Linked DNA regions of Sus scrofa: all the other regions are linked to region 5. A link is a contact called in public Hi-C and HiChIP or PLAC-seq data. All regions are on one chromosome and are shown on one strand. Each heading gives the region's core, a stretch centred on a gene start, on an enhancer-like site or on the middle of the called end of the contact. The rest is flanking DNA. Distances are from core to core; before and after follow the strand shown.

Evidence for each region. A called contact is a pair of places that touch in the nucleus more often than the background predicts. HiChIP or PLAC-seq counts read pairs in DNA pulled down with a chosen protein or histone mark.
Region 1: an H3K27ac HiChIP or PLAC-seq map of alveolar macrophages shows a contact between it and region 5. The contact joins the promoter of TARS2 here to the promoter of GOLPH3L in region 5. A contact is called at or near these places in 2 of 47 Hi-C or Micro-C datasets (liver and skeletal muscle) and 1 of 2 datasets of contacts at active chromatin or transcription factors (alveolar macrophages).
Region 2: a contact with region 5 is called in a Hi-C map of liver, with 4 times the contacts expected there. The contact joins the promoter of SETDB1 here to the promoter of GOLPH3L in region 5. A contact is called at or near these places in 1 of 5 promoter capture datasets (liver), 3 of 47 Hi-C or Micro-C datasets (embryonic fibroblasts, heart right ventricle and liver) and 2 of 2 datasets of contacts at active chromatin or transcription factors (alveolar macrophages and skeletal muscle).
Region 3: a contact with region 5 is called in an H3K27ac HiChIP or PLAC-seq map of alveolar macrophages. The contact joins the promoter of CERS2 here to the promoter of GOLPH3L in region 5. A contact is called at or near these places in 2 of 5 promoter capture datasets (fetal liver and fetal skeletal muscle), 1 of 47 Hi-C or Micro-C datasets (liver) and 1 of 2 datasets of contacts at active chromatin or transcription factors (alveolar macrophages).
Region 4: an H3K27ac HiChIP or PLAC-seq map of alveolar macrophages shows a contact between it and region 5. The contact joins the promoter of MINDY1 here to the promoter of GOLPH3L in region 5. A contact is called at or near these places in 2 of 5 promoter capture datasets (fetal liver and liver), 1 of 47 Hi-C or Micro-C datasets (liver) and 1 of 2 datasets of contacts at active chromatin or transcription factors (alveolar macrophages).

Annotation. Positions count from the first base shown.
Region 1 is chr4:98,632,455-98,636,567 of Sscrofa11.1, reverse strand. It overlaps TARS2 (threonine--tRNA ligase, mitochondrial), which reads left to right and starts at 1,250. Exons shown (of 18, transcript XM_003355197.4): 1 at 1,250-1,388; 2 at 1,715-1,911; 3 at 2,221-2,344; 4 at 3,487-3,611. The coding sequence starts at 1,323. It overlaps ECM1 (extracellular matrix protein 1), which reads left to right and starts at 3,487. Exons shown (of 23, transcript XM_021089909.1): 1 at 3,487-3,611.
Region 2 is chr4:98,290,781-98,294,828 of Sscrofa11.1, reverse strand. It overlaps SETDB1 (histone-lysine N-methyltransferase SETDB1), which reads left to right and starts at 1,759. Exons shown (of 22, transcript XM_005663488.3): 1 at 1,759-1,917; 2 at 2,802-3,072. The coding sequence starts at 2,813.
Region 3 is chr4:98,249,336-98,253,556 of Sscrofa11.1, reverse strand. CERS2 (ceramide synthase 2) reads right to left here and starts at 2,784. Exons shown (of 11, transcript XM_005663490.3): 1 at 2,632-2,784.
Region 4 is chr4:98,216,281-98,220,120 of Sscrofa11.1, reverse strand. MINDY1 (ubiquitin carboxyl-terminal hydrolase MINDY-1) reads right to left here and starts at 1,505. Exons shown (of 10, transcript XM_001929665.7): 1 at 779-1,505. PRUNE1 (protein prune homolog) reads left to right here and starts at 1,259. Exons shown (of 9, transcript XM_013997183.2): 1 at 1,259-1,388; 2 at 3,102-3,172.
Region 5 is chr4:98,468,523-98,472,751 of Sscrofa11.1, reverse strand. It overlaps GOLPH3L (Golgi phosphoprotein 3-like), which reads right to left and starts at 2,285. Exons shown (of 5, transcript XM_013997188.2): 1 at 2,088-2,285; 2 at 1-9. HORMAD1 (HORMA domain containing 1) reads right to left here. Exons shown (of 15, transcript NM_001194981.1): 15 at 3,102-3,772. The coding sequence ends at 3,692.

The sequences.
Region 1 (4,113 bases), core at 1-2,500, 160 kb before region 5:
TCCTTAATCCACTGCTCTGGCAGGGGATGGAACCCGAGTCTTTGCAGCCACCTGAGGTGGCTACAGTTGGATTCCTACCTCGCTGTGCCACAGCAGGAACTCCTGTGTTTCATTTTTCACTGTGTAAAACAAATCAAATATATCTAGTCTTATGTTCTAGATATAGGGAGAGGGGAGAGAAGGGATAAAGGAAGTTGAGAGCTTGGATGGGAATGAGAGGCAAAGGTCCTGTGTAGAAAGCAGAGAGCTAAGATTCTAGGGTCAGGAACTTTTTTTCTTAAGTGGTGGGGGAATTATATTGGGGATAAAATTCTTACTAGAGAGAGTCTGGTGTGGTAGAAGAATAGAAGACTTGGATTGAGAATCCAGCGTCAGTGCTTACTGTTTGATCTTAAATCACTTACCTTCTCTGATCTTAAATTCCTCATGTGTACGGTCTAAGAGGTCTCAGAGGTCCTTCTTTAAGCACCGAGTATGAAGGGACTCCAAGGAGTGCCCTCTGCTTTTGTTTTGCTCCAGCCTTAAAGTCTTTGTTTTGCTCCAGCCTCAAAGCTGTTATATGTTGTATTCATTTTTTCTCATGGATTGTTGCTATTGTTGCCGATTACTGTGGACCATGCAGTATATTAGACGATTTACATAAAATTAACCTCAACAGTTAAGGGTTTTTTGTTTGTTTGTTTTGTTTGTTTTGGCTGCACACGGAGGCATGTGGAAGTTACCAGACCAGGGATCCAACCCGGGCCACTGCCGGATCCTTAACTCGTTAAGCCACATGAGAACTACCAGAATGATATTATTATTCTCATTTTACAGATGAGAAAATTGAAGTTTAAAAGGAATTAATTTACCCCAAATTACGCAGTGATCCAGGATTTATACCAGGTCTGTCTCATTCCAGATTTATGCTCTTACCTGTTTCCTTCACTTCACATCCCGGTGAAGCCTGTGTAAAAGAAAACTTAGAGTTAAAAGGAAATAACAACCCCTTCTGGTCCGTTTTTCTCCCACTCTCTAAGTTTCCCTGCTTCTGTCCTTAAAGCCGCAGCATATCTTACTGCTACTTTGGTCTGAAACTCTGCAGGTACTGGAATTCCCTGTGTGCATCAGCTTAGGTCTTCCGGTCACCCGGAACCACCCACACCGCTGCTTGTGCTGTGTGGGGTATACCGCTTCGGAGTTCCTGGAGGTGGGGCCAGACTGGAGTGACAGCTATAACAACCAATAGGCATGGGTATTGTTGGGCCAGCAGCCAATGAAGAATCCGACAAAAGAGAAGGAGCGATCATTTATTTGAGGCTGTGTGACGGGTCTGAAGGAACATGGGGCTGTATCGGAGGTGGCGGCGACTTCGGCTCCCAGGGTTACAAGCCTGCGGGCTGCACACGGTGCGTGAGGTACCCAAAAGTTCCGAAACACATCGGACCTAGCGCAGCTGAAGCCCAAAGTATAGGCTCTCAACCCCATCTGACACCCCCTACTCCCGCCCTACGTTCGGGACCCGGCTACCGTAGCCCTTAGGTACGCCATCTTTTTCCTAGGGTAGCCGTCTGGGGAATGTAGCACTCCCAGCCTAGGGCCTTATACCTCCCATTCTTTTTTTAAAGACTGGGATTTAAGATCATGGCCACTTAAATGTTCTCACTTCCCACTACCCCCAAGCTCAATAAGGAATTTTGGGACCTGTGTTACCTCCTAACATCTTTTCCTCCAGGCAGCTGTGCCCACTCCTCCACACTGGTTGGTAGAGCGGCTTGGCTTTTTTGAGGAGCTATGGACCGCCCAGGTAAAGAAGTTAGCAAGCATGGCGCAGAAGGAACACCGGGCTATTAAGGTATCGCTTCCTGGAGGCAGGAAAGTGGATGCTGTGGCATGGAACACAACCCCTTACCAACTAGCTCAGCAGATCAGGTACCAGGCCTTCTATACCTACCGGGTAAACCTACCTCTGTACTTTGTTTACTTGAGCAGGGAAAGAACTCTGCATGTTTATTCCATCCCCATCAAGATAGCCTTTCCTGCATATTCCTTTTTATCTGCATTAGTTTTATGGTCTCTGACCTTTCTCTATTATGCATTGAGGGGAAAAAAAAAGAAAAGATTCCAGTGTTCTGGTAATACATTTCCCCTTCGCAAGTTTAGAGTTGCTAAGGATTAGTTCCTGTCTTCCTCTGTAGCTTGTAACCTTGTCTTTTTTTATCCTCACCCCCACTGTTGAAGTTCAAAACTGGCAGATACTGCAGTAGCTGCTGTAGTGAATGGAGAACCTTATGATCTGGAACGGCCCTTGGAAAAAGATTCTGACCTCAGATTTCTGACATTCGATTCTGCAGAGGGGAAAGCAGTACGTTTCTTCCTTATTGGGATATAGGGGCTGCTAAGAGATGTTTAAGTGGGAATTTCTAGCATTTTTTTTTTTTTGCCTCAGTTTCTCCATTTTCAGTTGAGAGGGAGGCCTACCATGGACTGCTTATCTTTTTTGATTTTTTTTTTTTTTTTTTTTTTTTGTCTTTTTAGGGCTGCGCTGGAGGCATATGGTGGTTCCCAGGCTAGGGGTCAAATCGGAGCTGTAGCAGCCAGCCTACGCCACAGCCACAGCAACACTGGATCTGAGCTGCACCTGCGACCTACATCACAGCTCATGGCAAACCAGATCCTTAACCCGCTGAGCAAGGCCAAGGATTGAACCCGTGTCCTCATGGATACTAGTTGGGTTTGTTAACCACTGAGCCATGACGGGAACTCCATATTGCTTGTCTTGACTCCTGGCTAAGCTGGAAACCTAGGATGAAAGTTTTTAGTTAGCCTGGGTCTGTTAAGCAGTGATTATTTGTGTTAGTGAAAGGGAGAGGTGTTATGTTGAATACAGAATGATAATATGCCAATTTAGCCCAACTCTTGAGACAAGCATTGTAAGTTGTCATCTTGTAGCATATATTGAGTTCTTTTTTAAATTTTTGTTTTATACTGGAGCAGGGTTGATTTAAAGTGTTGTGTTTCAGGTATACAGTAGAGTGATTCAGTTATGCATGTACAAATATCAATTCTTTTTCAGATTCTTTTCCCATATAGGTTATTACAGAATATTGAGTTCCCTGTGCTATACAGTAGGTCCTTGTTATGCATATATTTAGTTTTAATGTGGCTTCCACAAATGAGCACACTACCTGGCCTCCTTTCCTTGTTCATGTCAGCTTGGAGGGCATGAAGACTGACACTAGCCTCCCACTATGCTCTGGAACCAGGAAGCACCGAGGAGTGGGGCTTACTCTCTTCTGTGCACTGCTTCTTCTGGCTGCCTTCTTTTCTGGTCAGGTTGTTTGTTGTTTACTTTTTATATTTACTGGTTACCCTCAAGGTCACGTTCCCCATATTGTGGTAGTTATTCATGCTGGTTTCACACCAGCTTCTCTGAGGAGAGGATCAGAGAGCTAGGGGCTAAAGGAGAAGGTTATGAAATTATGAACTTCTTACTTGTGAACCCAGGTATTCTGGCACTCCAGCACCCATGTCCTGGGGGCAGCAGCTGAACAATTCCTAGGTGCTGTCCTCTGCCAAGGTCCAAGTACGGAATGTGGCTTCTACCATGATTTCTTCCTGGGCAAGGAACGGTGAGTAGTGCAAGGAAGGAGAATGATTTCTTTTTTAGAGATTTCACCATATTTTATTTTCTGGGTTTTTTTTTTTTTTTTGAGATATAATTGACAAAATTATATATTTAAAGTGTTCACTGTAAACTAGCTATAATGAAAAGAATAAAAATCATTATATAAAAAGTTAAAAAAAAAAAAAAGCGTTCATGTGAGGATTTGATCTGTGTACACATTGTGAAAGGATTCCCACAATCGAGTTAATTATCACATGCTTTTTTTTTTTTTTTTTTTTTGGTCTTTTCCAGGGCCGCATCCACGCCATATGGAGGTTCCCAGGCTAGGGTTCTAATCGGACCTGTAGCCGCTAGCCACAGCCACAGCCACAGCAACACGGGATCTGAGCTGCATCTGCAACCTACAGCACAGCTCATGGCAACGCCGCAAGCTTAACCCACTGAGCAAGGCCAAGGATCGAACCCGCAACCTCACGGTTTAGTCAGATTTGTTAACCACTGAGCCA
Region 2 (4,048 bases), core at 510-3,009, 180 kb after region 5:
CCTGATTGTAATTTAGTAGTAAGTCCTCTGAAGACACTTCCTGAGTCCCACTGCTGATCTACTGGACTGATTGCTTCAGCTTTTCAGAGCAATGAAGAAATCAGGCTGGAATAAGATGCTCCAAAACCTCCTGCTTCTCTTCAACACCCCCCATTCCTCATTTCCACCCCCAGCCCACCCACACACACATCAGAAAACTAAGAGAATTTAACTAACAGAAAAATAATCAGGGCAGAGCAAAGATTTCCTTCAATCATTAGATATAACGGGGCACCATATGTCAGATGCTAGGGGAAACAAAGATGATTAAGACAGGACCTTAGCCTTGAGTTGATCACAAACCAGCAGAGAAAACACACATAGATAACTCACAAGTGGAAAGGAACTAAGATAAAAGAACCACAGAGGGAGGAGTTAACTCTGTAGGGAAAGAGTGATGGTCTAGAAAAGTGATTCTTTTGGGGTTTTTTTAGGGCTGCACCCATGGCATAGAGAAGTTCCCCGGCTAGGGGTTCAACTGGAGCTACAGCTGCCAGCTTCCACCACAGCCACAGCAGCGCCAGATCTGAGCCACATTTGTGACCTGCACCACAACTCACAAAGCCAGATACCTAACCCACTGAGCGAGGCCAGGGATCAAACCCACTTCCTCATGGATACTAGTCGGGTTCATTACTGCTGAGCCATGTCGGGAACTCCAACACTGATTTTTTTATTTTATTTTATTTTATTTGTCTTTTTGTCTTTTCCAGGGCCACACCGGCAACATATGGATGTCCCCAGGCTAGGGGTCTAATCAGGGCTGTAGCTGCTGTCCTACACCAGAGCCACAGCAATGCTAGATCCAAGCTGCGTCTGAGACCTACACCACAGCTCACCACAATGTGGGATCCTTAACCCACTGAGTGGGGCCAGGGATCAAACCCGAAGTTTCATGGTTCTTAGTTGGATTCGTTAACCACTGAGCCACTACGGGAACTCCCCAGGTTTATATATTTTTTTAATGAAGTTAGGTGCAGTTAGTGTAAAGATAGCTGGGCAGATTAAAGCAATGACGAGATTCCGTGGTAGTCAACAGTGCTGATTCATCAAATACATCTGGTTCTCCCTCCCTGGAGTGAATGTTCTTCCTGGCCCCTCTGTGTTTGGGTAGGGCCTTATGACTCATTTCCAACCAATGAGTTGTAAATTAAAGTGCCCAGAGTCACTTTAATTGCCAGCGCGAGACCCTCTAGCGTTCTCTCATTATGGCAGGGCAACTCATCCGCCTGGGTTTCTAAGTAGCTCCACAGCGACCCCAGCTGCCCCAGCTGGATTCCTAACCCAGGATTCTTAACACATTGAGCCTCAGGGGGAACTCCATTTTAATGTTTATTGCTGAGTGATTTGTAGTGGCTAAAAACTGAAAACTAGATTTCAAAATATGGGTTATTATGTCATATTATGAAATATTGTGCAACTGCCAAAAAGACAACTTTTCATCCTTTTTGGCTCTTGGCAATACTGCCACCACTTGGAGTGGTGGAAGAGGCGGAGCTTCTGCAATGCACCCCAGGCCACGCCTACTTTAGCCAGACTCTTCTCACGTGTGCTCCGGGAGGCTCCGCTTTGACGCATGCGTATTAGGCGGCGTTTCTCACCCTTTTAGGGGCGCCCTGCCTCTTTGAATTTGACCCCGTCAGGCTACCGTCGTGGCGACCGGAACAGCGCCTCAGGTTTGCTTCCGGCGTCTTTTTTTTTTTTTTTTTTTTTTTCTTCCCCTTCCCTCCCTCACGCTTCTTCCCCTCCCCCTGCTCCCTTTTCCCTTCGGTTTCGTTCTTTCCTACCGAGGCCGACCCCTGAATCGTGGGGTCTGGTCGGTGAGAAAGAGCCATCGTAGCTGGAAGCAGGGAGGTGTGGGAAACACTGTTAATTGAGGTATTTGGAGACCAAGGGCTTATCTCGAATGGTTTGTTTGTGGTGGGAGGTCGGGTGAGGATGGGTAGGAAGTCTTCCCTGAGAGACTATCGGGGGCGGGGTTGAGCTGGGTTCGCGGGTGGGTGGGACGCACCCCTAAAATGAGTAACACGGGGGTGGGGCGGCGTGTGGGCAAAAGAAAAATGGAGACGGTGAAAATTGGCACTGGGGTCGCGCGGCATTCTGGCGTCAGTTTTGTTTGAACCGTTTGATCAGGAAAGCAGTTAACACCAAAGTGTGGGGGCGTTTGAATTGACGATTTGAGGCAGCCACATTTTTTATTCCCAAATTGTTTTATTTCTTTTCACTTTGGGGAAACCTCTTTGCTGCAAGCTTTTGTCTGCTTAAGTATTACAGACTTTTTAAAAATGTAAATTGCCATGTGAAAGCAAAGTAATGTAGGGGGAAAAGTAATTAAAAAGAAATTATTGAGTTACAGACCAAATCCTCTGCTCCAGGTGGGGATATTTACTCAGGTTAGTCATGGTGTGCAAACAGGGATATATCAAATTAGTTAATTAAAGAACACAGGTCACAGAAATCTCTTCGATATGTTGATTCTCTTCAGTTTCCTAAAACATTTTAGATAGCTCCCTGTTGCGTAATATGTGTTCTCCACGCCCTCTCAAACTTTTTCGTTTTATTCAGGTCTGTAGTCTAGCCTGCAAGAGGTGAGAACTGCAAAATCTCAGCTTCAGACACTGGAGAATGGGGAGAAAGAACATGGAATCAAACCTACCTATATATATTTGAGTAACAAATAGCAGAGTAGAAATGAGTTTTGTTAGGTCACTGAAATTCTGTATTGTCGTTATAGTAATTTTAGTTTCCTGCTCTCTATATAGAGGACAACAGTATGTCCTCCCTCCCTGGGTGCATTGGTTTGGATGCAGCAGCAGCTGCAATGGAGTCTGAAGAAATTGCAGAGCTGCAACAGGCAGTCGTTGAGGAACTGGGTATCTCTATGGAAGAACTTCGACAGTTCATTGATGAAGAATTGGAAAAGATGGACTGTGTACAGCAGCGCAAGAAGCAACTAGCAGAGTTGGAGACTTGGGTAATACAGAAGGAATCCGAGGTGGCCCATGTTGACCAGCTCTTTGATGATGCATCCAAGTAAGGACCTTTTGAGAAATAGAAGGAAATCTGTCCATAATTATTGATGACATTGTGCACTTTATACTTCAGAAGGTACAGATGTGTAAAACCTTACCCTTCCCCAAAGGTTAGGGGCCAAAATCTGACCTCATACCACCCATATAATGTTTATCTATCAGAGGCTAATATATGATTAGCAATAGAGGAGTCCAAGTCTTTTTTTTTTTTTTTTTAGAAGTCCAAGTCTTAAGTCCATTTCCCTTCTTTATCCTTCACTCTACATCAGAACAATTAATTGTTTTGATTTTGTAGTAGGATCATCTAGGAGTGCACTTGGTAAAGACCTGCTGTTTCATGTAACTGTGAAGTATTAATAAGTTCCTAGAGCCCTGTTTCTACTCCTAAATCCCCAGAAAATTTTATTTCTGGTGCTCTAATTGTCACTTAAAACACATATTTAAACAACAAGAAGGTAAATGATGAAGTAAGGTTGAAAGGACCATGCTTTGGGCGTATTTTGGATTTTTGAAAAACTTCCCTGAAAACCACTATTTAAACATTTTTCTGTGGGGAAAGCATTTTATGTTCAGAAATGAGACATGGAGTTCCTGTTGTGGCTCAGCTATCTGACTAGTATCCATGAGGATGTGGGTTCAATCCCTGGCCCAGCTCAGTGGGTTAAGGATCTGGCATTGCCGTGAGCTGTTGTGTAGGTCACAGACACAGCTCAGATCCGGCATTGCTTTGGCTGTGATGTAGGCCAGCAGCTGCAGCTCCAATTAGACCCCTAGCCTAGGAATTTCAGTATGCCTCGGGTGCGGCCCTAAAATAAAAAATAAAAAAAAGAGGAGTTCCTGTCGTGGCGCAGCAGAAATGTATCCATCTAGGAACCATGAGGTTGCGAGTTTGATCCTTGGCTTTGCTCAGTGGGTTAAAGATCCGGCGCTGCCGTGAGCTGTGGTGTAGGTTGCAAATGCAGCTCAGATCTGGTGTT
Region 3 (4,221 bases), core at 1,535-4,034, 220 kb after region 5:
CACCCAGGCCCCATTTTTTGCCCCAACTCTGACTAACCTGTCCCAGACCCTCAGAGATGGATGAAAAGGGGCAGAGGGTCACCATGCGGGCTTGTAGACCCAGCTAGCTGGGAGGCCAGAAGTTTGAGACTATGAGGAAGGGATCTTATAGACTAAATGTGCTACCAGTCCCAGTGGCTCTCAGAGTTTGGGGAATGAGTGAGGAACGTAGAATAAGTAAGGGAGGCGAGACAAGCAAAGAGAGGGTCCCGCAGGCTCCCAGCTTCCACTGAAGCCTGAGACTACAAAAAAGAAGTGGGAGTTCTCTAGTGGCGCAGGGGGTTAAGGATCCAGTGTTGTCACTGCTGTGGTTTGGGTTCACTCCCTGGCCTGGGAACTTTCACATGCCATGACCGTGGCCAAAAAAAAAAAAAAAAAAGAAGTGGAAGAGGACCTGAACAGTCCTCCTTGTTGAAAACATTTTCAGGCAGCAAGAGCCGGTAATGAACCAGAAGGTTGCAAACAACAGATAAAGTCAAGAAGAGGTGTATTGCTCCATTGCTTCAGGCTGCAGTTACAGGTCCCAAAACGTAACTGGACTGCCCCACCAGAGGCCCTAACACACCCAAATACTGCATGAGACTACAGCCCCCAGAGGCAGGGAGAGGCTGGCAGGTTGAAGAGGCCAGATGTGGGGAAGGTGCTGAAGGCACAGTAAAGGCTCAGACAGCCTGTGGCCAGTGACAGGGGAAAGTGGAGGCCTTTCCTCCCAGGAGGATAGCTGGCCAGAGGCCCCAGTGAAGGGAGTGGATTGTGGGGTACCAAGAAAGACAAGGAACTCTCTCTTCAGAACAGAGAGTCTGTGCAGGTCACTGTATGATTAGGGCCAGGCCCTGAGGGAGGAGGCTGCAGTCTAGTCCCATCACAAGTGCTGTCAGCTCACATTAGGCCCAGTCACCTGGACTCTGGTATGGGACACCAACCCCTCCAACACAGATTTGGAATGACTGCCTGCTGGAGGCCTTCTCTGATACAATTCTCTGGGAAAAGGAGCTCATGCCTTTCCTCAAGGATCCTCAGAACCTCCTGACTCCTGCACCTAGCAACTCAGGTGCCTGAGACCAGATTTTGCTGCTAAGAGCCCGGCTTGGGGAGAGTGAACCCCTAAATTCAGGCCAACAATTAGTACCACACACCTGCAATTAACCTACTAGCCAGTGAGCCTCCGGGCCAGTAATTAGCGAGTCGAGGCCCAGAAAACCAGTCTCTCCAGTGGCTTCCCCCTCCCCAGCCCACACGCCCCATAACGGTATAGGAGCCTTCGCCTTGGGGTGGCCGGGGCAGAAACTCAGAGCCACTCCTTCCTGTTTCACGTAAAGCACATGGACGTTCTGACCTCCCTCCCGGACTGGGCACAGTAGGCGGGTAAGAAAGAACAGCAAGACCCTCCGCCCTCCTCCCACTCTAGCCATGGGGCCGTCAGAGCCAGGCAGGGGCCACGCCGCGCGGGCCGGCTGCCAGGCAGAGGGCTCTCGCGCAAGTGATCCCCGGGCTTCTCTACTTTCCAACAAAGGGGCTCCGCCGTCCGCTAGCGGCCCCGCGGCCCCACCTCCTGTTCCATACCTGTTGCCCAGGAGGGCTCCTCCGGGCTCCGGGCGGCGCGCCCAGGCGCCCGGCCAGTCTGCCCTCGGGCGGCGCTGGGGGCCCGGCCGCTCCCGCGAGGCGCTCCGGCCCGCCCTCCCCAGGCCGGCCGCCATGAGCGCGCCGGGCAGAGGCCCCGAGCCCGCGGCGGCGCCCCGCGCCCGGCCGCCCGAGGGTGTGCCCCCGGGCCCCTCTGCCCTCCTCAGCCCGCTCCCTTCCCCACCGGGCCCAGTCCGCCGAGCCGCGTCCGCGCGGCCCCCAGTTCTCGCAACTTTTCCGGGCCTCGTCCCGCCCCACCCCTGCGCGCGGCGCCTCGGGCTCCCGGGCTGGGGTCCCGACTCACTCGGCGGCGGCGGCGGCGGCGTCGCGGAGCTGGCCCGGCCGGGAGCCGCTGCTCCGTCTCTCTTCTCGTCCGAGCTCCGGGCCCCCTCCGAACTGGCTCCGCTCGCTCCTCTCCTCCCCCTTCCGCCCGCCCGCCTGCCCGCTCGCTCCCTCCCTCCTTCCTCCTCCGCCCGCCGCCCGCCGAGCCCAGCCGAGCTGAGTGCGAGCCCAGCCAGCCAGCCCGGGAAAGAAAGGCCGCGAGCAACACAGGAGCCGGGAGACTGGGCGTGGGCCTGCGGCCCGGCGACGGAAAGGGAGAGAAGGGCGGGCGGAGGGGCCCGGGCCTCCGCGCGGGGCAGCCGCGCCCAGCCCCCGCCGCCTGCCGCCGCCCCCTTCCCGGCCCGGGGACCCGAGCCCTTGCGGCGCGGGTTCTGCAGCCGCGCCCACTGGCATCCTGGCATCGAGGGAGAAGCCCCCCGATGAGGGCAGGCAGTGTGGGTTCTCTCCCAGCCCCTTGTCTCTCCGTTAAAGGTTAGATGTAGCCCTGGGGAACCGCGGGACAGACCGGGGACCGCAGAGCGGTATTGCCCCTGCCCCACCCCACCCCGGCCACCCCCAACTGCGGTCCCCGACCTGCACCCGGCTGCAGCCCCCGGTTCCCTCTGCGCGACCGACTGCCACACTTCTCACCTCCAGCCCTACTGGGAGGCAGGAGGGGGCGCAGCCCCTGAGAGTCCTTTCCAAGTGCCGCGCGCCGAGGCCGAGCGCCTCGCCAAGGCCGACCCAGGCAGCGGGCCCTCGAGATTCCGCTGTCCTTCCAGCGCGGAGCCCGCTACCCCTAGGGCGTCCCCCGCCCCAGCCCGCCGTAAAACCCACAGCGTTTCCACCCAGTGCTGTTTAAAACCTACCCGCAGTGGTACACATACCCTCCTGTAGTAGACTCTGAAGGAGCCAACCTCCAACTTTTTAATGTAAAATGCGTTCGAGTTTGCCATCTAGACCACGTTTATCCGTATTTAAATTCATATTGTAAAATGTTTTTCCCTTAGTCTGGTAAAAGCAATGTTTCAGGAAGATGCAAAATGTTTATCCTACAAAATTGGCCTTGATTCGTACAGAGGACAGAGTGTGACCAAAATGTGTCTAAGGGTTTGTTTAGAGAGGGCCCCCTAAGTAGAGGTAATTGAATTCTTTACGGTAATGAAATGGTGCTTTTTATACTGTCACAATTAGAACCTCTGACAGTGGCTGGTTTCAAAGTTTATCTAGTCAAGTTCAGGGGCTTTGACAGTTCTGTTAAGAAAGAATGTATGACCTCACTAATCCAGTTTGAGACCCTTGCTTAAGGCTCTTTCTGGAGAAGGAGGCAGAAGCTGACCTCCAAACATTTCCTTTGCTCTTTGCGGTGAGAGGCCCCAGCCCATGCCAACCTACCACTAGGGAATTCAGACCTGTTGGTCCATTCCCTGGACTCTTCAGCCTTCTTTAGCCCGGTTTTCCAGTTCCCAACAACCACTCTAGCCCTTTATTCCTTTGCCCCAGGCTAAACTCCTTTAATAGCATATCATATTAGCATACCATATCCGGCTACCCCTTCCCTACTGTTACTGCCCCTCCCTCAATCTCCCAATTCCACGGTTCCCTCTACCTTTTCTCCCCCCTTTTTTGGCCGCCCTGTGGCATATCCAACATATCCAGAGGTCACATCCAACCTGCAGTTGTAGCTGTCACAACACTGGATCCTTAGCCCACTGTGCTTGCGTGCCAGTGCTCCCAAAATGCCACTGATCCCACTGAGCCCCAGGAGGACCTCCTCCCTCTACCTTTTTTTTTTTTTTTTTTTTTTTTTTTTTTTTGCCTTTTCTAGGGCCACTCCCATGGCATATGGAGGTTCCCAGGCTAGGGGTCTAATCGGAGCTGTAGCCACCGGCCTACACCACAGCCACACAGGATCCGAGCTGAGTCTGCAACCTACATCACAGCTCACGGCAACGCCGGATCCTTAACCCACTGAGCAAGGGCAGGGATCGAACCCGCAACCTCATGATTCCTAGTTGATTCGTTAACCACTGTGCCACAATGGAAACTCCTCTCTCTACCTTTCTTACGTGCCTTCCCCAGATTCCCTTTTCCAGCAGGGTTCCAGTGTCTCCTCTTTGGGCCCTGGCTAAACTTTGAGTAAGCTCTCTACTCCCGCCCCATGTCTGTCCTACTTGGTTCAAACCTTTTACTTTCTAAACCCTTTTTCTCAGGCAGTTTTCCTAGATGCCAGGCTTTCCC
Region 4 (3,840 bases), core at 256-2,755, 250 kb after region 5:
AAGATCAATAATTAAGTGGGGGCTGGGCAGCTAGCTGGCCAGACAGGTAAACCAAAAGAACCCAGGAGCTGGACACCGGAGGAAGCTGGGTCTCAGAGAAACTGGGCAAAGTTGGATGGGCTAAGTCTTCAGAATAGAGGCAGGAAGCGTGATGGAGAATTTCTCCTCTTCAAGGTACCTGCCTGGTGCTCCTTCAGAGCAGGAGAGAATGAGGGAGCACAGGTACTCAAACAAATCAGGATTTCTCTTTCTTTTTCCTCTTAAATCCAACACATTTTCTCCAGCTGGAATTATCCTCTGGTGGTGAGTGAGAGGTAAAGCAGCCCAGACCCACCCCTAGCCAGCGGCAGTAAGTAGCCAAAAGTTGGAAGAAGCATATACAACTGGTACCCAGCTTCCACAAGACGCCCCCCACCCGCACTCCCTAGGAACTTTACTCTCCCCTCAAGTGCTTTACTGTCCCCCTCTAATCTCTTTCTCGCTCTGATGCAAATCGTCACAGAACTAATGGTTTAGAAGTTCTCCTCAGAGTTAAGTCAACGACGGTGCCTTGTCTACGTGCTAGCAAGGGAGAGGGGGAAGGTGTCATTAAAAGGAAGAAATACAGGGACCCAAGCAGCGTCTTTTACATATTCCTTCTGCCTGAACGCCTCTCAAAATCTAAACGTGTAGAGACCCAACGTGGAAGAACAGTCAGTGTCACCTCCCCAGGGCTAAAGAGGAAACAGAGGACTGGGGATTAGGAGAAGAGGTGAAGGAAATGGTTCAAAGTTTTTACCTTAAAGAAGTGGGTGCTGTTCCAGGACACAGAAGGAGGGTGCAGCTCTGGCAATACGATGGGGCAGGTGGGTGCAGTGAGGGGCGCCACCACACTCCCAGCTGCCTTCCAGCTGTCAAAGCCAGAGCTCGCACAGGTTTACACGGGTTTGTGCGCAGCAGTCTTGGCCGGATGGTGGCCACTTCCGGACTCACGCCCACGGCCGGCCGGGGGCACTGGAAGAGGGTGGAGACCGGCAGGAGTGCAGCCCAGGTACTCCCAGGTCGCTCAGAGCGTCTCCAGGATTTCTGAGTCGCCGAGTCTAGGGCGTGCGCTCCAGGCCCAGTCTAGCGAGCTGGTTTTCAAAGGAAGTTTGTGGGTTTTCTTTTTTCTTCTTTCTCTCTCTCTCTCTCTCTCTTTCCCGTCGGGACAAAGAAAAATCAGTCAAGGACAAGCTTCTGGGAGGAGGAGGAGCCAGGCCAGCACTGGAGGATTTCCATTAGGGCTTTCTGACCTGGTCAGCAGCTTGGTGATCAGCAGTGAGAGAGAGAGAAACAGGAGAGAAAAACAACAGACCCTTTCTCCTCCCTCCGCCTGCCGCTGGAAGGGACGGAGCGCTTGTGCCTCTCTGGTGAGAAGAGGGAAAAGCAAGGGCCCTTGCTGAGTGGGGAGGAGGAGCAGGGCCGGACAGCAGCAGCTTGTTGGATCTGGGCTTTCTCTCTAGGTACAAAAGTCCTTTGCTCTGGATCCACAGAGGCAGGCCAGACAGCGTGATATTAGCATAATTACTCATTTAAAGTGAAAAATCCTTATCCTTTCAAAATCCTTACTATATCTCTTTTTTGTTTGTTTTTTGTTTTTTAGGGCCGCACCTGCGGCACATGGAAGTTCCCAGGCTGGGATCTAATCAGATCAGCAACAAAGGATCTGAGCTGCATCTGCCACCTACACCACAGCCTACGGCAATGCCAGGATCCTTAACCCACGGAGCAAGGCCAGGGATCGAACCCGCAACCTCATGGTCCCTAGTCGGATTCGTTTCCGCCGCACCGCAACAGAAACTCCCTCACTTTTTTTTTTTATAGTTAATAATGATTTTTATTTTTTCCATTATAGCTGATTTACAGTGTTCTGTCAATTTTCTGCTGCACAGCAAGGTGACCCAGTAACACATACACGTATTTGCTCACTTTTTTAGTCTAGAAACCAGTTGGGCTATGCCCCTGGTAGTGCAGAGAGGGTGTGTAAGAAGCCCCAGGCTCTGGGAAGAGTGAAGCAGGGAGAAAACTAGCTGAGCAAGCAGGAGCTTCAATATCCCTCTGCTCCGGTCCTTGTTCCCACCACAGGCCTCAGCTTCTCATCTATCACCTCCTCTCAATTCCGAGCTTGGGGAGCAGGAAAAACTGGTGTGAGGTTGGTGGTAGGAAACAAAGGGATTCATTAATAAATGAGGGAACATTTGATGAAAAGAGTACATTTATCACGGAGTTCCCATTGTGGCACAGTGGTTAACGAATCCGACTAGGAATCATGAGGTTGCGGGTTCGATCCCTGGCCTTGATCAGTGGGTTAAGCTGTGGTGTAGGTCACAGACAAGGCTCAGATCCCATGTTGCTGTGGCTCTGGCGTAGGCCGGCGACTACAGCTCCGATTAGACCCCTAGCCTGGGAACTTCCATATGCCACAGGAAGCGGCCCTAGAAAAGGCAAAAAGACAAAAAAAAAAAAAAAAAAGCACATTTTCTGCAGTATTCTGCACTACCCTGGGGCTGGAAGGTGGTAGTTAAATGTGGTTGGAACCCAACTCTACATTCTGAAAGGTTCCCCCAAGCTCTACTTACATGGCTGCTCCAGGATGAAACTTCAAACAACTCTGAAGGCTGCAGGGGCATTTGGAACAATTAGGGAGGCAGGTGAGCAGAAACCCAAGTTACAACAGTCCGGAAAAAGAAAGAGAATTTGCTGACGCTATAGAAAAAAAGAGGCTATAGAGTTGTAATGGCAGCAACTGGAGTTGGCAAGAGGCTGTAGGAATTAAGAAGAGAGGCCAAAGATTATTACGATGTTTTCATATTCCAATATTTTTATAACATGGATAATCACAAAATTGTGATTGCAATGGGACCGTTTGTTAAAGTAGAGAATTCGAGAAAGTTGAAAAGCCGTTTTTGCCCAGTGTGATTTAAAATGTCAACCAGATGGTCAGTGTAATATATAGATAGAAAGATGCTATACTTAATCTGACTCAAGAGGGAAAATTCAGATGCCACAAAGTTTATGTGACGCATTTACACTTGTGTGTCAAATAAGCGATCTCAGAAAATTCTCCTTCCCTCAATTCTTAGGGCCGTTTTGGAGTTTTGGGACTACATTTCCCAGGACGCCTTGCACCACCACCACCCGCTTCGCGCTTCCCGTGAGTCTCTGGGCGCAGAACTCGGCTTCTGTCTCTGGGGGCGGGGCGACGTCGGATTCCGTGGGCGCCCGCTTACGCACTTCCTCCTGGGGTCCCGGCCGAATGGCTTTATGGCGGGTTCGAGTCCCGCCTCCTGACTCTCGCCTCAAGCCCCTGAGTCCGGGGCGGGGCGCATTTACTGGTTAACCTCTCCGCGGAGAGGGGCGGCGGCACACCTTGGGCTTCACCATGGAAGACTACCTGCAGGGTTGTCGAGCCGCTCTGCAGGTAACGGACCCCTGTCTGTGATCGTAGGGAATGGAGCCTGGGGTCCAGGAAGGACGAAGATGTGGGATCTGGGAAGTCCCGAGGGTCTGTGTGGAGGGAACGCGGAATCGTGTGGTGGGAGCTTGGGATCTGATCAGGCTTGGGCCCTTTGGAGTGAGGGACAAGAACCTACCGCTTGAGAGTGGGAATGCTGCTTGGTCACCTCCTTTTGGGGCTCCTGCCTTTGGGGTCTACCGGAGAGTGGGGAGGAGGAAGCGTGGGTCTGGGTCCTGCCGCTGAGCCGCTGCTCAGTGTCGCTGGATCAGGTCCGGCAAAAGGACCAGGGCTGCGCCCGCCGCGAAATGTATTATTTGTTCCTTTCACCTCGCCCCTCTTTCAGTTTTCCGCTTAGGAAGCCTCCT
Region 5 (4,229 bases), core at 1,036-3,535:
CACCTGTTTCTGGAGGTGATGAAAATATATCTATATGTGTGCTTATGTAAATAAACATCTAAATATTCATGTGTGTATATTTAAAATGTATACAGATAATAAATATTTACAATCTTTAATGGAGAAAGAAAGCAGTAATGACCAGAAAATTAGTAACACAATATCTTTTCCAAAGTACAACAGGTTGAACTCTACAGGAGGCACTGACAAGAAATCAAATCAGTAATTTTAAAAATCAGTAGAAATGATCACCTTCTAAGCCAGCTGACTTCTTGGTATAAGCTATAAACCGGGGGAATGTCCATCATTGTGATTCCTCTTTCACATAATGGATTCTCCCCAAGTTAAATAATATGGGGCAGAAAAAATTATGGAGCATTCAGCCCCGAAGAGTATACAATAATTTCTACATATAATTTCTATATTTCTACATATAATGTACTATTCAATGGTACATTATAAAACATACACAAAAATAGTAAAAAATTTTCAGAAAAACTAAATAGAAATACACGTTCTAATATTTCCTTCCAAGACCATAACTCATTTCATGCACTCACTTTGGAAGAGTGCTAGTCTGGAGAATAACATTCAGAAGATCATGTATGGTAACTCCATATAGCTAGAAAACTTTTGTCTCTATCCCTAGGCTAGTCATCTTGTGAATACACAAACAGCTACCAACAAAAAGTACTGGCAAGAAAATGCTAAAAGATTAGTATATTCTGGAGTTCCCGTCATGGCGCACTGGTTAACGAATCCGACTAGGAACCATGAGGTTGCGGGTTCGGTCCCTGCCCTTGCTCAGTGGGTTAACGATCCGGCGTTGCCATGAGCTGTGGTGTAGGTTGCAGACGTGGCTCGGATCCAGCGTTGCTGTGGCTCTGGCGTAGGCCGGCAGCTATAGCTCCAATTCAACCCCTAGCCTGGGAACCTCCATATGCCGCGGGAGCGGCCCAAGAAATAGCAAAAAAAAAAAAAAAAAAAAAAAAAAAAAAAAGATTAGTATATTCTTTCTCAATTACCAAAACTATGAAAGTACAAGCCTTTTTATACCATGCACTACAGTTGTAAAAATCTAGTCAAGAGTAACTGCATTATCAGCTGTGATAAAGTTAGTATACTTCACATAAATCTAAATGCCAATTTTTAAGATGAAATATAATATTTTAAACTAGCAATTATTGAAAAGAATAGCTTTTTCAAGATCAAAAGAATGCATTCAAAAGCCTCTCTGACTGGATCCCATTCTACCTTCTAGCAATCTTCCCATTATTCCCAATTATGTACTGTTAAACCATTTTTCAAACATGTCCCTTAAATTCCACCTCCGCTCATTCTTACAAGCTAAAGTTCTTTCCCTTTTCCCTTCCTCTCTAAATTCTACCCATTCTTCAAAGGCCTATTCTTAAGTGAATCTGCTTCTTCATTACCCATATGTCCCATCGCCAGGACAGGTCTCTCCCTCAGCTGTACTTTCATACAATTTTATTTATACTTACTTCCTTTAAAGTATTTATTATAGTCTTTCATTTGGTATGGCTGTCTCTCAAATGTAAACTTCTTGAGGGCAGGGACATTGTCTTCTTGGGTTTTTATATTCTCCATAGCAACTAGCACAATGTCTTTAACGTTGTAACTGCTCGATAAATATATACTGATTAAAATGAATACTCAGAAAAGCATTTGAACATTTAAAAAGAAATACAAATGAAGTGACTTACAAGAGATTCTCTGTACAAGGCTATATTTCAAATAACTCTTGGTGGGAGGCGGGAAGAGTGAAAGAGGAAGAGAACCAAGAAACAATTGCTTAAGAGCACTAAGCCTATCTGGCATAAGGAACAGGTTTATTTCCTAATCCAATCCAAAAAATTTTAAATCTTTGGGGGAAAAAAATAAAAAATTTTCTTTGAGGAGTTAATCGCCCCTGGGCATTTACTAATTAAAAATACTATTTGGAAAAAGCCAAAAAAAATCAAAAAACCAATAGCTCCAAAATTAAATAAAAACCTCCCTCACCCCATAAAATAAAAAACTTGGAGGTTTTTTTGGATGTTAGGAAATGTATTCACCCCGTTGCTTACCTGACGTTACTCCTGGGTTACCGCCAAAGGCAGGCTGCAGCTTGAGCTCAATTTTAGGACACGTGTCCCCACCCCCACCCCCCACCCCCGTCCTAGTAGGTGAAAAACTTCTCAGCCACGCAAAGGGAACAAACTTCCTGATCCTTCGATGCAAAGAAGGAATAACACATCAGCTTCCTCAGGATCACTAGGCAACCTACCTTGGTGTTTCTTCATTAGACCAATCAGAAAGCTCCAAAGCTGAGTTCAGCCAATCAGAGCTTACAAGAGGAGGCTCTCCCCCCCGGCTATTGTGTTGCGATCCAGACAAACACCACCGAAAGGAGGCAGGTTTGGGTTTAACCTGACAGCTGGTCAATCCAATGAAGGAACCTTGGTAGAGAGAGGAAAGAGGGCTGCACTCCCCACCCCCACTAATCCGGCCAATCAAAGCCTTCCGTGAGCTATCACCAGCTGCCCATCTACAAAGGTTTCTGTTGGTCAACTGACTTCAGTGTAGCAGGTGTGTTACTGTAGCAGTGTATAGTGGGACAATTAGGTGTGATAGTTGGGGATCCAATAAAGCTAAGAACACATTTAAAAAATTGGCTGTTTTCGACAATTAGCTTAACCCTAACTTTCCTGCTCCAGAAAAACCTGATCTGGGTTAGTTTGTGGACGTTTATTTGGTTTATATTAAACAGGGTAGGCACATTTCTACCATAGCATTCATACTTTCTCTATTAGTGCTTGCTACTGGCGAGCTCATGGATAATGTATGTTTTTAGAATATGGCTGCTGAAACTGCAAGAGGCAAACAGACAAGTTTTAAGTCTTCCTTTTGTAGAGCACAGGAAACAGTCAAGTCTGAAATCAGATCCCAGATTTCTCACTAAAAACACAGTTTCTTTCACACTACCAAAAGTTCTAGGAAGTGTGCTCAACTCTTAAGTAACATCTACTGAAATGATGTCAAAATTAGTGCCTAAACATTTTCTGCTATTTAAATAAAAATTAGAAGCCATGAACGAGTCTAGATGCTGAACAATGTTTTATTTATGCTACCCAAAATGTCAGACTTTTAGTCTTTTTTGTCTTGTAAAAAATGCTAAAAAAGTAAGCACCAATTTTTAATTGCACATTATATATTATTATGTTAATACACTATATCAAAGTACTGAATAACATTGTTTTAACAACATAATGACAAACACAGGCAGTTAAATTATATGGTTTTAACATAGGTAAAAAATGAATTCCTATCAAAATTTAATACCAAAATAAACATTATTTACTTCAAAAAATGGCTTAAGAGGGCCTTAAAAGTTAATATAAGTTTAAAGGAAATGTCCACCAAATGGAATATAGATCAAATTGAGTAGATAATTAACAGAATAAATTACAACACTGGTTATTTTTGTTCTTACTCAAAAGTTCTCTTGAATTTGTCTCAGATAAGATTAAAGATCATCATATGATAGCTAAGAATTCATTTCAGTGTACTAACTGCTTAAGACTACCTATAAGTTTTCAGTGGTAGGGCAAACACACCTTAAAATAGTAATATAGTGTCCTTTCATTTAAATGTTGTGAAGAACTTTGCAAACATGAAGAAAATCATTTTTTTATATATGTTCCTTTGGTTCACTAAACTTTCTTCTTTTTGGCACTGAATCTTGACTAGACGAATCAAAGTGATGAAGAACCTATTAAAAGAAAACAACTACTCAGAATAGATACTTTCCAGTTTAAATGTTTTTAATTTTAGAGCTTTTTTACATCTGATGTTCCTTCCTTCAGTTCTTCCTTATTTCCTCTCTTCTTTCTTCAAAAAAAAATTAAACCTAGCATACTATTTCCCACTAAGATAGGATATCTGGGTTCTTTAAAAGTAGGGTAACTTTTATTATTGACATATTTATATCTTTTGATGACTGCTGAAAGTACATCCTTCTAAGTGTAAGGTTTTCATTAGAGGTGCTGGAGTAGTTAGAAAGATAGACATTATGTCCTCAAAATAGTAAAATATTTTTGGGTAGGATGAGAGGGGAAAGATTAAAAAATAACCTAAGAATAGAGAAAAATTCCACTTTGGCATCATGTTTTGCTTCTGTATCACTGGTGCTCAGCAGTGCCTGATAAATATTAGACATTCAATGCACC